2 separate regions of the Mus musculus genome follow, and region 2 is linked to region 1. A link is a contact called in public Micro-C data. All regions are on one chromosome and are shown on one strand. The core of a region is the stretch at or near the end of the contact, and the rest is flanking DNA. Distances in the headings are between cores, read along the strand shown. Region 1 holds the start of Trim58 (tripartite motif-containing 58). Region 2 has its middle 47 kb from the start of Gm33078.

Region 1 (2,804 bases), core at 248-2,747:
GACCAGACTGGCTGGGATTTGCTTTGCTGTTGAAAAATTTGGCTCAGCAGATGGAGTAAAGCCCCACCAGCCCAAAGAAACCAGGGGCCACACCAAAGAGGTGACAAACAGCACAGCAGGGCTAGGTACAACAGTGACAGGGCAGATTCCACTGGGTCTGTGTGGTTAGGATAAGAGCTGAGCACAGTTTGCACAGGGCCCTAGGCAGCTGCAGCTGATTGGCCCAGAGGTCTAGACGATGTTTATTTGGCATTTAATCGAGGAAAACAAAAGCCCTACAGAATATTTGTAGAAAACAGTATCAGAAATGTATCGCTAGCCAAGGTCTGTGTGACATTTTCAGGACTTAAGCAGGTGGGATCATAATTTTTAAATCTGATTAGGAAATAACTGGTGCCCAAATTTTTACCAAGTTGAGGAAAGCAAGTGGTAAAATCAAGAGAGATTTTTCAACGAGTTGAGGAAAACACCTAATTTATAATTTTAGAGAAAATCAACCCAGCAAACATCTTAAGAAAGTTAGTGCTCTGTGCAACTCCGTGGTCAAGCTTGTCAAGGAAGGAAAACCACGCTGGTGTCCCTTGTGCTGGTTGTTCCGGAAGATGGAAACGTAAATGTTCTTAAAATGTGTCCAGCAACTTCAGAGGAAGATGAGTGAGCAAAGCAGCCTTCTGCCAATGCCCAGATAACACACACAGAGGCAAGAAGCAGTAGGAAACCCCTCCGAGTCTGTGCTCAGCAAAGGGAGTTTCCCACGTGCTACACCAGAGGCCCATTATAGTAGGAGGCAGGATTTAGCCTATGCCCAACCCCGGGGTTCCCAGGGGCGAAAGCCACCCCAGCTTCGGGGAATGTGAGCCAGTAAGAACGGGGAACGGGGAACGGGAACGGGGAACGGGGGCAGGGGGTGGGGGTTGGAGAGGGGAAGACCAGAGAAGGAAAGAGCTTGGGAGTTAATAGTTACTACTTATACAATAGCACCATTTGGCTCTGTATGGTACATGTCCCTTCACATTCCAAGGTCATCAGCCTCAGTGTTTTCCCTATTTCCACACGGGAACCTGAGCTGAGGCTCACCTGGTAGCGGCTGGCAGCCTCCTGCAGCGTCTCTGTGCGGTGGCTCCGGTGCTCAGGGCTGGTATCGCAGACCCAGCACAGCATCGTCTGGTCCTCTTCACAGAAGTGGCTCAGGTCCTCACCGTGCCTCGCACACTGACGCGACCCCGCGTGTCCCGTGCCCAGCCCCAGCTGCCGCACGCTGTCCACCAGGCTGGCCAGCTGCCGGTTGGGTCTGAAGCTGGCGGGCCTGAAGGGACCCCTGCACTGGGGACAGGCGTAGACGCCCTGAGCGCTGTCCGACTTCTCGCAGAACTCCGAGATGCACCGCAGACAGAAACTGTGGCCGCAGTCCACGCTGATGGGCTCCTGCAGGAAGTCCAGGCACACGGAGCACCGCGCCTCCTCCTGCAGTCGCTCCCCGGGTGCCGTGGCCATGGCCTTAGCTTGTGGCAGCAGCTCCTATTACCCTAGCGGTCTGCATAGAAGGAAGGAAACCCAAAAGCAGGGGAACAGGCCCTGAGGGTTTTATCGCCTGGGCTGGCCCGGATCCAGCAGCCAAAAAGAGCCACTCCTGGTGACAGCAACAAGTCCAATGACTGTCACCTCTTCAGAAACCCAGCAGCTCCTCTTCTGGTTTTTTGTTTTTTGTTTTTTTTTTTTTTTCCTATTCTTTCCTTCCCTATCTTTATTTTGAGTCTAATATAATGCAGCTTTTACGCCACCCTAACTCACATTTAGAGGCTATTGAAGCTTGCAGCATGATTTTGTAGTATGGGTGGAACCCAGCGCTTCACACAAGCCAAGCAAGTTCTACCACTGAGGAACACCCCCAGTCTCTTATTTTGGGATGGGAGATCTACCAATTTTGCCTAGGCTGGCCTTGAATTCACCTGTAGTCCAGGCTGTCTTTGAACTCACTCTGACACCTAGTCTGACTTGGAACACCCTATTCCTGGCTCAGCATCCCAAATAGCTGGAATGATAGGACTATACCATCAAGACCAACAAAGTTGCCTTCCCCAGTAATATTTATTTATTTATTTATTTATTTATTTATTTATTTATTTATTGCCCATAAGATGGCAAAGATGCTTGCCACTAAACCTGACCTGAATTTGACTCTCCAGACTCACATGGTTGAAAGAAATCTAACTGGCAAAAGTTGTTGTCTGGCTTCCATGTTGGAGTGGCAGCACACACACACACACACACACACACACACACACACACACACACACACTCACTCACTCACACAACCCACACAGGAAAAACCTCAAATGTAAGATTAACAAAAGTTCCCGGAATTTCCTGAAGCATGCAGACTTAGGGTTAGCTCTTGAGTCTATCTGTGCATATTACACATGAAGTTGGCTGGGGGTAGTTGCCCTGCTAGTAGGACAAAATCAGAAATAAGCCTGCCTCTTAGGAGTCCCTCATGCCACATCAGCCAATGTGGGGCACGCCTGCCCTCTTCCCCCACTATTACTGAATGGTACCATGAACTTCTGTTGTAATCACAAAAACAAAAACAAAAACAAAAAACACCCTTGGAAAAAATACTTATTTTTTCCTCAGTCTTTCTTTCTTGAGATTTTCTACTTTCAGAAATAAACTACCATACCACTGGAAGGACAGATGCGAGGATGACGTGTGTGGTAATGGCAGGTGGGCAGCCCAGCATGGATGAGAACAGTATAATAGGTGCCCTCCTGCCCGAGGAGGCCAGAGAGGGCACAGGATCCCCT
Region 2 (2,935 bases), core at 72-2,571, 680 kb after region 1:
GCCACAGATACAGGGACCATGATGCACCTGGCTTGCGCTCTTTCCTGTGGCTCTCTTTGCCCAGCCTTTCGGAGTTGCTCCTAGGGACTGGATCCTGCCCACCCTGCTTTGCACAAGGCCTCAGGAAAAAGACTGGGAGAGATAGCTTCTACTTGGGAACTAAAGTATTGATGACTTTGTACAAGGGACCAGTGATTATTGTGTGTGTGTGCATGATGCATGTGTGTGGGTACATGTGCCAAGGTGCACAAGTGGAGGTCAGAGGTTAACTTTTTTTTTTTTTTCTTTTTGAGACAGGGTGTCTTAGTTACTGCTGTGAACAGACACCATGACCAAGGCAAGTCTTATAAAAAACATTTAATTGGGGCTGGCTTACAGGTTCAGAGGTCCAGTCCATTAACATCAAGGTGGAAGCATGGCAGCATCCAGGCAGGCGTGGCACAGGCAGAGCTGAGAGTTCTATGTCTTCATCCAAAGGCTGCTAGTGGAAGACTGATTCCAGGCAACTAAGGTGAGGGTCTTAAGCCCACACCCACAGTGACACACCTACTCCAACCAGGTCACACCTATTTCAACAAGGCCACACCTCCAAATGGTGCCACTCCCTGGTCCAAAAATATACAAACCATGACACAGGGTTTCTCTGTATAGCCCTGGCTGTCCTGGAACTCACACTGTAGACCAGGCTGGCCTCAAAGTTAGAAATTCACCTGCCTCTGCCTCCCAAGTGCTGGGTCAACGGTGTGTGCCACCACTGCCCAGCAGAGGTTAACTTTTATAGAGTTTGTTCTCTCCAAGTGTATGTGGGTCCTGGGGATCAAATTCAGATCACCAGACTGTGAGACAAGCATCTTTACCCTTTGAGCTGTCTCTCTGGCCCTTAGTCAGGGTTTTAATCCCGATGCCCATGCTGGTCTAGAACCGGTGACTCTCTTGCCAGCAGCCAGCAGATAGTGAACCACACCCATCAGCACTATCAGATCTTGATGCTGATCTGCTCCACCTCTTCCAGGAAGCCTCCCTGGAGTGCTGGGATGGGGGCCACCTTGGTCTCTTCCTATTTGAGTTCATTGAATTCATGCCCCAGTTCCAGTTTTTCGCCAGGGTGGGGGTGAGTTCAGGACCCTCTTTGGAATACGGTTCCCCCAAAACTGGAAAATGACCTCTGTGGTCACTGTCAGCTGTACAGTTCTGTGACTACCTTTTCAGACAGCTTTGAGTTCTTCTGGTGAAGGAGGAAGCCCTGTTCCTTTCACTCAGTCGCTAAGCTCTGTGCTTCCCCTGATCATAGCAGGCACTCACAGCTGTGGCCCTCTTAGGTGATTACAACAGCCTCCCTCTACTGTTTCCTGCTGCTTCCGGCACCTGCCTCCACAGCTCACCCTTCCCTAACCCTGAATGACCAGAAGAAAGAACGTGTGGTCACGCCCTGTGTAAGAGAACCGTGTAGTGGCTCTACCACATTCTTAAAATAAAGACAAAAAATCCCATCAGGTGTGGTTATGAACTCTTAAGAGTCATAGCATCTTGGAGGAGGCAGGAGAGTCGGTAGTTCAAAGTTTCCTTAGCAACGTAACAAGTTCAAGGCCAGCCTGGGTTACCTTGAGACTTTCCAGACCATCTATTTGTTCCTCCTCGGAGGATACTCTTTCTCATACTAAGGCTTGCTCATCCTTTTCCATCTTGAGACAGCATCTCTTCTTTGGAGAGGTCTTCTCGAAACACCCCACACCACCCATTTAAATGAAGGATCCAAGGATCACATGTTCTCTTCCTCTTATCGCAGGCTGAGTCCCAGAACCAGAAATGGTTTGATGAAAACTTACATTTTCAGGTGTGATTACATAAGACTGTTTTGGCCTCAGAGAACACCCTACATGCAGTCACGCCACTTCCTAGGCAGAGGCCAATGTGACACACGTGAGGGTGGGAGGGGGTGGGTGGGGGAGCCAAGAGAGACTTGGAGTCACCGGAGTGGAATACTGTACCGTGTGTCACCAGAAGAGAAGCATTTGGTTCAGGTCACCTCCGCATTCCTAGCCAGGTGGTCAGCTCGGCTCATGTGTAGTTTTTTTTTGTTGTTTGTTTGTTTTGTTTTTTTGAGACAGGGTTTCTCTGTATAGCCCTGGCTGTCCTGGAACTCACTCTGTAGACCAGGCTGGCCTCGAACTCAGAAATCTGCCTGTCTCTGCCTTCCGAGTGCAGGGATTAAAGGCGTGCGCCACCACGCCCAGCTCATCTGTAGTTTTGTATTTATTCATTCACTTATTCATTGTAGTGTGGGCCGGTTTGCGCCTGGGCAAATTGAGGTCAGAGAAAAGTGTGAGGAAGTTGGTTCTTTTCTACCATGCAGGTTCTAAGGATCAAATCCAGGTCATCGGGCTTGGCGGCAAGTGCCTTCACCTGCTGAATCGAGGCATCTCGCCACGATTATTTTAATCCCATCAGTAGTGAGGCAGAGGCAGGAGGATCTAAGGTGTGTGCCACCACTGCCCAGCACACTGAGTGCCCTTAAGATAGGTAGGTTTTATTGTATGTGACTTATACGGCAATAAAGCTAATTAGTAAAACAAAGGAAGGCTTACCCACATAGGAATAGTGAAGGTGTCGAAAGGAATGTGTTATCTGGACAAACCTACTGTTCTTTAACTAGGGAGACAGAGGCAGGAGGATCAGCAGTTCAAGGTCGCTCTTGGCTACACAGCAAACTGGAGTCCTGTCTGAACAAAAGAAACAAACAAATAGCCGGGCGTGGTGGCACACACCTTTAATCTCTGCACGGGAGGCAGAGGCAGGCAGATGTGTGAGTTCGAGGCCAGCCTGGTCTACAGAGTGAGTTCCAGGACAGCCAGGGCTGTACGGAGAAACCCTGTCTCGAAAAAAACAAACAAACAAACAAACAAAAAACCAAAAAAGAAAGAAAGAAAGAAAGAAA

What was found. A called contact is a pair of places that touch in the nucleus more often than the background predicts.
Region 2: a contact with region 1 is called in a Micro-C map of embryonic stem cells, with 3 times the contacts expected there. The contact joins the enhancer-like site here to the promoter of Trim58 in region 1. A contact is called at or near these places in 4 of 39 promoter capture datasets (erythroid cells, hippocampal neurons, maxillary cranial neural crest and 1 more), 14 of 484 Hi-C or Micro-C datasets (the Ba/F3 cell line, CD4 T cells, CD8 T cells and 7 more), 2 of 115 datasets of contacts at active chromatin or transcription factors (T-cell acute lymphoblastic leukemia and embryonic stem cells) and 1 of 9 other capture datasets (pancreatic islet).

The regions. Positions count from the first base shown.
Region 1 is chr11:58,639,158-58,641,961 of GRCm38.p6, reverse strand. It overlaps Trim58 (tripartite motif-containing 58), which reads right to left and starts at 1,497. Exons shown (of 6, transcript NM_001039047.1): 1 at 1,078-1,497. The coding sequence starts at 1,494.
Region 2 is chr11:57,956,872-57,959,806 of GRCm38.p6, reverse strand. No RefSeq gene overlaps it. Among named protein-coding and RNA genes, the nearest start is that of Gm33078, 47 kb to the right of the region's middle. Within about 2 kb of position 1,321, at least 55 of the 459 cell types and tissues checked have an H3K27ac peak or open chromatin away from gene starts, as enhancers often do. A contact at or near this core is called in CD8 T cells, the G1E-ER4 cell line, T-cell acute lymphoblastic leukemia and 2 more, where this site is marked.